Linked DNA regions of Oryctolagus cuniculus: region 2 is linked to region 1. Evidence: chromatin contacts called from public Hi-C data. All regions are on one chromosome and are shown on one strand. The core of a region is the stretch at or near the end of the contact, and the rest is flanking DNA. Distances in the headings are between cores, read along the strand shown.

What was found. Hi-C and Micro-C count contacts between places; a contact is called where the count stands out from the background.
Region 2: a Hi-C map of an unstated tissue shows a contact between it and region 1, with 2.0 times the contacts expected there. The contact joins the promoter of FANCC here to the promoter of PTCH1 in region 1. A contact is called at or near these places in 2 of 6 Hi-C or Micro-C datasets (ear pinna and an unstated tissue).

What each region holds. Positions count from the first base shown.
Region 1 is chr1:142,056,308-142,061,695 of mOryCun1.1, reverse strand. PTCH1 (patched 1) reads right to left here and starts at 1,270. Exons shown (of 24, transcript XM_051847163.2): 1 at 960-1,270. The coding sequence starts at 962.
Region 2 is chr1:142,211,496-142,216,988 of mOryCun1.1, reverse strand. FANCC (FA complementation group C) reads right to left here and starts at 2,510. Exons shown (of 15, transcript XM_008257648.4): 1 at 2,251-2,510.

The sequences.
Region 1 (5,388 bases), core at 21-2,520:
GGGACTTGTCCACACACTGGGCATCCTTTTAAACATGAACGTCAACACACAGAGACAGAACACATGTCACCCAGAGGCACAGTCTCTGGGGGTCCGGGTGCACCGCCGGGCTCCCCCGAGGCTGCACTCGGCGCTCCCAGCACCCGGCCGCCCGCCCACCGCTTTAATGACTCGCAGGCACCAGGGCGCCCGAATCCGTGGGCGCAGGAGTCAACACACATGCCTCTCTTCTCCCCGCGGCCCCTTCCTGAACTCACCAAGTCCCCGGGCCCCGCTCTGCCCACCCACGGCGGCGGGGAGGTGAGTGCTGGCGCCCCGGGTCTGGGTAAGAGGTTGCTCGGCGGCCGCGAGAGTATGAACCGGGCGCCCGGAGCCCGGAACGCGGGTGCAGGGCGTGCGCCGGCGCCCGCGACCGGCACAGGCTTCCTAGCGCGCGCGCTCCCCCGGAGCCCGCACCTCCCCCACCCCACCCCCGGTGCTGTCACTCTGTCCGCACCAGCCCCTCCATCACCAGCTCTGCCTCCGCTGGGGAGCCAAGAGCCACCACCAGGCTGATGAGCGGAAGCCAAGGTGGCGACCCTTTCAAGCGTGAAAATGGGATCCCGAGCGACCCCCTCCGTGAGAATTCCCCCCGCAGCCGTTCCCCGGCGCGGGCCCGCCGCAGCCAGCCCCCCTCCCCCGCGCGGGGCCGGCCTCGGGGGCGGGGGCCCGGGCGTGCGAGCGAGGAGCGAGCGAGCGAGCGAGCGAGCGCGGAGCCGCGGGACCAGCGCTCCCGCGCCCCGGAGGCGCAGCCCACCCAGCCCCACCGGCACCGGCACGCGGCGCTCCCCTCCCGCCAGGCGCTGGCTGCTCGCGGCTCGGCCGGGAGCGCGGGGCGGCCCCGCGGCTCCGGGGCGCACGGCGCGCGCGGGCGAGGGCGCGGCGGCGGCGGCGGCGGCGGGAGCGCCGGCTGCACTCACCATAGCCGGCCGTCAAGCCCTGCCCGGAGCGCGGGTGCCGATGGCGCGGACGCTGGGCTTGGGTTTCACATCAACTCCTTTTCTCGCCCCCCGGCCCCCCTCTCCGGGTGCTGCGCTCCTCCGTCTTCTCCCCGGCTCCCCTCGGCTCCCCCTGGCCTTGTCGCTGCGGGTCCCTTTGTCTTCCCTGTCGCCGTCTTTTTCTCCGGCGTCGTCTTGGTCTTCTCCTCCTCCTGCTCCGTCCTTACAAAAGGAACGGAAAGTGTAAAAACCCCGGCGCGCGGGGCCGCCGGAGGCTGTCGGCGGAGTGCGGCGCGGACTCACAATTACAAGCCTGTTTCTATTAAGCAGTTCCATGGCCCTCGGCGTGGGTGGTCTGCCGCGCCATAGGCAGGACCTGTCAGGGTCACGTGACGGATCCGAAAACTTTACCCCTTTACAATAAACTCAAGGCAAGCAAAGTAAACTCGAGGAACGTGCTATCAGCACAGCCCTCCTGGGTAAACAGGCGCTGGCCTCCCCGCCTTCCTGGGAGGCGCCCGGCCGCGCGAGCTCCGGCGAGCCCCGCCGCCCCCTCCCCGCCCCCCGCGGGCCTGTGTGCGGGGGGCCGCCGACCAGGGGTCCCCCGCTCGCCGCCCGCTCTTGCCCCTCCCCGCGCCACACACGGTCCTTGCTAACCTTGAGCCATCTTGCCAGAACCCGGGGGTCGGGGGGATGCTGGGGTGCCAGGTAGCTCCTTCCAGCGCGCCCAGCACCGCGAGGCGCAGAGGGTGCTCGGAGGGCCGCGGGAGAGCCCCACCTGGCCTGGCCACGGCCCGCATGCCCACGCAGGCGCCGGCAAGCGGGGTGCATTCTGGTTGACAGCCCCAGGCCGGGTGGAGGCCGCGGGTCTCCTGGGGAAAGCGTTCAAGACCGCGAGGTGCGAGTCGCTTCTGTGCCAGGTCCCTGGGAGCCGCCGCTTCTAAAGAGACCAAGGTGGAGTCTCTTGGAAACCAAGATTGGTAGCTGGCTGAGCAGTCACTAATTGATATTTGCTTCCTCTCCCTTCCAATTACTGTGGTTTCTGGGGTATGCCACCCAAATGCTCCCACCCACGCTGCCTTCCCGTTCGAGGCAAGCCAGGGTGACGGGTCCCGCGCCGAGAAACTGAGTCTCTCACCCTGAGTGCAGACGCCCCGTGCGGGAGCTCCCCTCCGGTGGCGCCCGGTACTGGGAGTTGGGGGGTGGGGTGGCGTCTTGCAGGCACCGCGTCGGGAATGGAGAGGACTGCAGGGATGCGCACCAGCACAGAGTGCGGACACCTTAGTGGAACTCTCGAGAGTGGCCCTCGATAAAGCCAGCCCTTCCCCACCGTTCTGGGCACAGGAGGGGTGTGTGTGTGTGTGTGTGTGTGTGTGTGTGTGTGGCGGGGTGGGAAGGATTATTAACTAATGATAAACATCCTCCTCCTCCTAGGAGTCACAGTGTACCCCCCTGGCCAAGATATTGACCCACCCATGGGTTGTATCACGCCGTTCTTTAGCGGGGTCCTTTGGGTTTCCCGAGGGTTTGAGACCCGTTCACGGAACACGTGAATGCTGGACAGCGCTGTGACTCGGGCTGGCCCAGAAGTGCCAGCTTTTGTGCCCACTGACTTTTGGGCTCAGAGGAGTACCAGGTGAGCAAGGATCCTGAATCATCAATATTGTAATAAAAAATGAATAAAAAACCCACACCACCACACCAATATTTCCTTGGGAAACCCTTCTCCCAAGGCATCTGTAAATTGGGGGTGAGATGAGGAATAGGAAGGCCTGTCCACATCAGCCAAGGGCATGATAGAGAATTTAAACATGAAAAGGGGATAAGAAGAAAGAGAAGAGCCCAAGGGATGGCTTTGAAATGGCACATGGTACCAAAGTTGCTAGGTGTGGGAGTTGAGTGGGGACGTGCCAGCAGCATTGGCAGGGTTTGCTTTTCACTGTAAAAATGGAGCCCCTCATGTTAACACACTCCAGCTCCATGTTTCAGTTGAGTTTTGAGTCACCAAGTGGACACCGGTTTTGTGGGGCCTGAGATTTCAGCAGTGTGTGTGTGTGTGTGTTGTGTGTGGAGAGGGAAGGGTTCCTTTAGAAGTTTACAGACGTAAAACTAAGAATAAGACTTCAGAAGGGGCTTGAGCAGGGAGAGGCCCTGATGCCAGCAGGTTACCTCCCTTGAGAGCATAGTTTTTGTGGTCCTGCTGCTATCCACCAGCCCCAGGTTAGGACTGAATGTGTTTGGTGTCAGTCACATCTCCAAGTCTTTACAGCTAGGGGCAAAGACGAGTTTGGTGTGAGCATAAATACTTGGAGTTGGGCAGGGGCCATGTAGGGAGGCAGGGAGAAGAAGTGTTTGGTGTTGGGACCGAGCAGTTCAGGAAGGAGGGGACCCGGTTGGAAATGCTGCCTCCCAGGAGCAACGGACCCTTCTCTACTCTTCCTTTGAAGTCTGCAGCTTCTGGCAGTGCAGACGCTCTGAGCTCAGACGCTGGGACCTCGGGGTACAAAGTCAGTTCTGAGTAGGGGTGGGCTGGGGGAAGCACCTTCTGGTGCTTCTCTGCGATTCCCCACCAGGGTGGGCTCTCTCTCATCAAACGGCAGCTTCTCAAGTGGCGCCTGCCTCGTCCCTTCCTGGGAAACCAGTTAGAGCTGCCCCAGCTCACAGCCCTTCTGGACCGGAGGTGTTAGAGACGGACAAAGCTACCAGACAACGTAGCTCAAGTCCAGCCTGCAGTCGACGTGAAGGTACTAAATGGCTGATTGGCTACTGGGACAGGGCTTTTGCCAGTTAATCTGGACTTTGAGAGTCATACCGTGGGAATAACTCCAAAGGTGGAGATGTCAGGGTACCACCAGATGGAGACTTGGGAGACACCGGAAGAGGGGGCAGTAGAAGAATTTTTGGAACGGGTCTGCAAACAGACCACTTGGGCATGATCCAAAGCATTGATGGACAAGGACATACAGGGCTCTGTTGGTCTTTCTGAATATTGTTGCTACTTGAGATACAATGTTGCTTTTGTACTACCAGACACACACATATCATCTGAAGGCCCCTTCTTCCCTTGTTCTGGGTAAAAATGGTTCATCCCCTCTCACACAGCAGCATCCAGTAACTGGAAAGCTTTCAAACGTACAATTGAGGGTTCGTAACAAACATCTGCCTACATTAAGAAGGTCTCCACACACCACGAATGCCACTCTTGCACATGGCCCGTGGCCCACCATACCTGCTACAACTTAGGCACGGACACTTTTGGATATTGCACCAGGCAGATCCTCACGTGTTTCCATAAAGCGATCTTGCTCTGTGCAGAGATTCCGGTTCTTAAAGGACCACGCCTCATCCAGACTCAACCTCTTCCCAGTCAGGGAGATGTGTACAAGTCCAGCCCACCAGCGGTGGCAAAAAAAAAAAAAAAAAAAAAAAAAAAAAAAAAAAGTTGAAAAAAAAGTTGAAAGGTGTCTGGTTGCTACAATGCAGAATTAGAAGGAAAGAATGATTGAATTTTAATGGAAAGATGCATTCACACTGTCAAAGGAATTGTTTAAACAGCAAGAACAAAGAGAAGGAAAACAGGAGTGTAGAAAAGAAAAAGGCAGTGCTGGGGTATGAATAGCAAAACCAGAACAAAGCAGGTGGAATGAGCCCCAGAGGATCATAAACCAAAGGCTTCACGGGACCCCATTACTGAGGTGTTTGTAGTGTTCAAAAGATGGACTGATTATTTCGGACAAGAAGGAACAGGTAGCAAGAGATACCTTGTGGAACCTTCACCTAAGCAAACAAAACTCCCAAGTTGATCTTCCTGCTAGTGCTGGATTTTTCTGTACACAAATGATGTGCACCTGACTTCTGGGAGCCGTAGATGAGAATCCTCCAAGGGCAGCCCTGGAAAAGGAAAGACCCCTGAAGACGGGTACACTGTGGGAGGAGGGGTGGGGTGGGGCAGCCAGGGGAGCTGGTGGTGAGTGACTTCCAGGACCAAGAGCCCACCGCAGGACAGCAGGATTATGACAATAATCAGACCTACGGACCGAACAATGGATACTGAGCGCAGTAAATAGGAAACGCACACAGCGTCTGAAGCTAGGGGTGAGTGTTACACAGCTGGTGTTGCTGCTCGTCAGTGCTCATCGTTTGTTTTGGTTAAGATGGGGGGGAGGGTGCAGAGCTGAGCTCCATTTACTCTGGCGGGCATGGGTGAACGTTTGGCCAGGTCAGCCTAGAAGCATTTCCACTCCATGGAGGAGAGAGGGTGTGTGAAGCGAAGAAGTCTCCCTTTGGGTGAGATTTTAGGGGGAACCTCATAGCTGTATGGGAGAGGCCACAGCCTCCCAGAGCCCTTAAATATTTTCTCTTTCAAAATCTCTGCTTTTATTTGAAAAGTTCACTCCCCAAATGGCCATGA
Region 2 (5,493 bases), core at 1,261-3,760, 150 kb before region 1:
TAAAACCACTTGTTTAGAAAATAGAATACACAACTTCTTCAAAAAGGTGATCTCTGTATGAACTCTGCCTTCTTGTAACTAGAGAAAAGTGCCAGGAATGCATTATCCAGGAAGATTATCCAGTCCCCTACATAACTGCTGCTGCAGGGAAACGATTTCTACATACCCAGCAGAGTTTAGGAAGAGCTTAGTAAAATGGCCCAGATAATGTTACAAACTCCTTTCCAAACCAAGTCCAAACACATATCTATATCTATATCCATGACTCTCAAAAGCATTATCTCAGTGAAAGAATCCAGACACACCACATACTTTATCAGCTCACTTATATGAAATGGCCAGATACAAATACATGTATTGAGTTTGGAAAAAAAAAACCTTAAGACATATGATATCTCAATTTTTGTTTCTCCTCCACTTCTGTATCCTTATTAAGATAATGAAAATTATCTTGATTATACTTCCTACAGGTTTTGCATATTACAAAGCCAGTCATTAAGGATCTATAAACAACAGAGAATATCCATGTCCCAGGTTAAAACAAAATTTTAAAAAAACACTTGATGCTGATCTCTAATCTGATCACCTGAAGCTCTACCACTACCACCATGGACTACCACTCATGTGAGATTCTTCTGGCTCTTTCTGTGGCCTAGATAATCAATCCAACTTTCTGTTGGCCAAGCTGGCCTCCCTGTAGCTGGTTTTCATAAGTACAAAATTTGTATGATTGTTACTGGAACTACTTGCTGAAATATGGAACTGATTAAAAATATCACTGAAGATGTACATGCAGTTTCATACACATGCCACAACACATCTTCCACATCCAGCCAATCAATCAAGTTAAGGCTTCTCATTAGAAAACAGAACAAAAAATACCAACACGAAATTGGCTTTTTCTGAGGCCTTAGTGTTTTTCAAGAAATCTGACTCAAAAATGAAAGAATGAATTAAAATGTACAATACACCAAAGTACAACTTAGCCAGTTGTAAAGAAGCAAAATCTTTTACGTGAGGGGAGAAGTGAAAGAGGCCCTTGATACAAAGAGGAAAACAAATTTTTTTCATGCAGTCTTGTGTATGAATATAAGTCCATGCCTATGAGTGCTTATTTCCACGAGAAGCATCAACTTGATTTAACTTTAATGGATAATGTCACAACGAGCATGCTTTCTAAGCTTATGTATGTAATGACTGATCCCAACACATGGTATGAATTCCATCATTTGTAACAGCCTCCCTCCGCCTAGAGGGTGTAATCAGAAAATGTTTTGAGCAGCCTATCACTAAAGGTGAGTGGCATTCATAAATAGTGAAGTTGGGTGGCCCAAAGGTGCTGTGTTCGTGCCATAAACGACTCAGTCAGTCACATCACTGTTTAAATGCATGAAATGGGCCCCAGGTTAGAAGAAAACCACGAAACCAGCAGCTTTCAAACAATCCCGGACGAGAACAAAACCCAGGCACATACAGGTCTTTGCTGGGAAAGTCCTTGGCCTCTTAAGATTCTGCCCCCAAACTTTTCACGTTTCAAAAATTCCAAATCCCCTTCTCTGTTCATTCCAGAGCTGGAGTCCTTACATCAGGATCAGAGGGTTTGTAGTTGTTAATACGCCCCCCCCCCCCAAAAAAAAACTCTCAAGGGTTCTGAATAAAGGGCTGTGGGGAAGACAATCGCTCATCCGAACCCTCCTCCCGTCCAGGGCTGAGAGGGCGGGAGGGTAGCAGCCGCGCCCCTTCCCGGAGCCCGGGCGGTGGGCGAGCACGGGGCCCGCTGGGGAGTGGGTGCTGCCTTAAAGCACGCGAGCTTTCCGCAGCTCCCACCGGCCCAAGGCGAAGAACTTCCCCTCTGCGCTTCTCCTTTTAAACACACACACAGGGGCCTGCGCGCAACGCACAAAAAAAGCAGCGAAACGCCAGCCTCCAGCTCCCACCGCCCCGGGGCTCCCCTCGGCGCGACCCCCTCCCCTGGCTCCACCCCCTCGGCGCGCCCCGCCCCCGCCCGAGGCCCCGCCCCCGCGGGCTCGCGCCGCCTCCCACCGCCTCGCCTCAGTCTGGGCACCCGGCGGGAGCCCCGCTCACCCACCGCGAGGCGCGGGGCGCCGCGGAGGTTCTCGCGAGTCTTCCCTGCCTCCCCACCCCCACTCGCCGCTCCCCCACCCCCACTCCCCCCCGCCCATGGCTGACGTGTCGGCCGGACCCCCAAGGGAAGCAGCTGCCTTCACTCCTCGTTCTGTGGCCTCTTACCGGGTGGTCCTCGCCAGAGCTGCTTCAGCAGTTTGGGCAGGGGCGGAGAGGAAGCCACCGCCCGGGCTCTGTGGCTTGAAAGTTTGGCTTTGCCTCTTAACTTGGCTTTTTGTTTTGTTTTGACTTTTTTTTTGGAATTTTCCCGCGGTCGCTCGGCGGTGGAGCCGCGCGCGCGCGCACACGTGCCCGCAGTGCACTCTGGGGGCTGGCGAGCGTCCCCGCGCGCTCCCGCGGCATCGCGGGAAAATTCCGACGAATCTGGGGCCCGTGGGGGCGGGGCGCGCCGGGGCCGAGGCTCGGGCGGAAGTCGGCCTGGCTCGGGAGGCCTGGGGCCGGGCTGGGGGCGCTCGGAGCGGAGAGGTGGGCTGTGTGTTCCCGCACCCGCGCCCGAGTCCGGGCGGGCCCTGCGAGGAAAATCCGGCGTTTGCAACCACAGTGTTTTTTCAGGTTCTGTTCAAAATGCAGAAAAATTGAGGCTTTGTCCAAACAGTTTCTGGAATATAATTTCGGGCTGTGTGCTCAACAGCAACAACAAAAAAAGACAGCTTTCTTCGGTTAATGATCCCCCGGCCCCAAATCAGTTCCATACAGTGTGTGATTCGAGTTCAAATCAGTTCAACGCTGTATTTAAACCACTTAAGTAAATGGAAAGCAGCATTTTCTACAAACTTCAGTCCTGTCGGTGGTATTAGCTTGTCTTGGGATTTTTTTTCTTTTATTCTTAGTAATATGGAAGTTTTTCAGAAATATCCAAATTTTTTTAACCTAAAGAATCTAGCATTAGGCTTTTAAAATACTTAAAATCAATTCCTCATAATCAATACTGTAATCAATACTGTATCCTCATAATCACCTGTGCTTTCAAAACACCTCCAGGCAATGCAGGGACCTAATAACAATTGCTCTTTGTCATTTAAAATCTTCCAACTAGTCTTGATGGTGAAGGAATGTCCATTTCAGCAAAGAAAACATTCAATCCAGAGGTTGACTTGCCAGGGTCATACAGCTTACAAATGATAAAGTTAGTAGAGGGGGTAGGGGAACAACCACTTTTAAACATTAAAGGTAGACAGGAAGGAACCTGACTCAGAACTTGAGGTGAAATTGGCAGAATCTGCAACTGGTTAAGGAATGAACCTGTTTAAATTCCTTCTTAAAGTCATTCCCTGCCAGATTAAAGAGGCCTGTGCTCCACATGAGTGACTCCAACGCAGGCCCTAGGTAGAGGTACACACCTGAGTGGCACACATGGCACCTCGGCCATAGCAAACTCATGTTTATAGTGACACGTTCTAAGTGAATTAGTGTTTAGGTTCTGCACTTTGCAGCAAAGAAAGCCATTAAGCTATTTCTTTAGGGAAAATAATTTATTTTGGTACTCAGGTCTTCATACTTGTTTGCTGAAAAATCATTTTCACCATTTGTGGTGTTAACGATTAAGGACTTGCCATATTGCAATTTAATATCTTTTTAATTAGGTGGTTAATAAAGAATTGCTAGATTCATCCAGTTTTGCAATATGTGAAATGACACAATGTTTGGGCCTAATTTAGACCTAAATGGAAAGCATATATAATACAGATCCAAATTTAAATTTATGGGAATTTTTAGACATTTGTTTCATTGGGCATCCATATGTATGAGCTACTCTTGCTGATATTTTAAGCGGTAATGAGATGATCACTTAGTAAAATGCCCAAAAAATCTCCTGAGAAACAGATGCACTTCCATACACACCCTATTTTTAATTAGATGGTAAAACTGAGTATGTGTGCCCCTGGAAGCCATTTTGATTATAGTGTAGAGCCCAATCAAACTTACATAATGCAGCAAAATTGAAAAATAGCATTTAGGTGACAATTATATCCTTCACATTAAATCTCACATTTAGATGATAATTATTATATCCTCCACATTAAATCTACATTCTAGAGAGGGAAAAAACCACCACCAGCTGCATGCTACAAAGTTCTGACTTTATCAATCCCTCCTGCAAATTTTATAAATAGGATCCCTTCTCTTGGGTTCCATATTGTGGAAGCCACTGTAGTCAGATGCCTACTTCCAGAAGTAATACAGACACTCTCATCTGGTTTCCAGCACTGGTTTGGCATCCCAACACATAGTGCTATTTTGTCCATGGCTTTGATATTTGCCTCTGGTACCTCAACTGTGAATATTTAGTGTGCTTACTAAGTTCCAGACTCTGGGCTGATGCCTTGACTGGCATTATGCCCTTTCATTCTCTCGGAGTGACCTTAGGTGGTAGGTGATATTCCAAATTCACAGAGCCGCCTCTTCCAGGGTGGGTTGGAACCTGACTTTGATTCTCAGCTTTCTAAGAGAATGCTTCAAAAAGTTAGTAAGGGGGTTGGCATTGTGGCACAGCGGATTAAAGCCCTGGCCTGAAGCACCAGCATCCCATATGGGCACCAGGTCTAGTCCCGGATGCTCCTCTTCTGATCCAGCTCTCTGCTGTGGCCTGGGAAAGCAGTAGAAGATGGCCCAAGTCCTTGGGCCCCTGCACCTGCGTGGGAGACCCGGAGGAAGCTCCTGGCTCCTGGCCTCGGATTGGCGCAACTCTGGCCATTTCAGCCATCTGGGGAATGACCCAGCAGATGAAGACCTCTGTCTCTGTCTCAAAATAAAATAAAAAATCTTTAAAAAAAAAAAAAGTTAGTTACAGGCCTTTGACCTAGAAGTTAAGAGGCCGGGACGCCCATGTCCCACATTGCAGTGCTTGAGTTGAAGTCCCAGCTTTGCTCCTCATTTTAACTTCCTGCTAATGTGCACTTCGGGAGACAGCTCAAGTAGCTGAGACCTGGATTGAGTTACCAGCTCTTAGCTTCAGAGTGGCCCAGCCCCAGCTGTTGGAGGCTTTTGGGAGTGATCCAGCAAATGGGAGCTGTCTATCTGCCTCTTACAAAAAAGAAAGAAAGAAACCTTAAGTCTGTGAAAAGTGGAACTAAAAGATAAGTTTATTTTGATGCATGAAACTCTCCCTATCCTTACAACAGTCATGCCTTTACCACTGGTGACCTCAGTGAGCTTCTCTCCCTTACTACAAGGCCAATCAGGCCTCAGGCCTCTGAGGGGACAGTTCTTCATTATGTCACTGGTTAATAGCTCTCTGGCTGAACCTCTCTAGGTTCTGAATCTATGGATACCTAAAGAGAGCCTACTGTAGGGAAGAAAAAATACCTTTTCCTCATTCCATCCCAGGTTCATGGCTGAGATCATGAA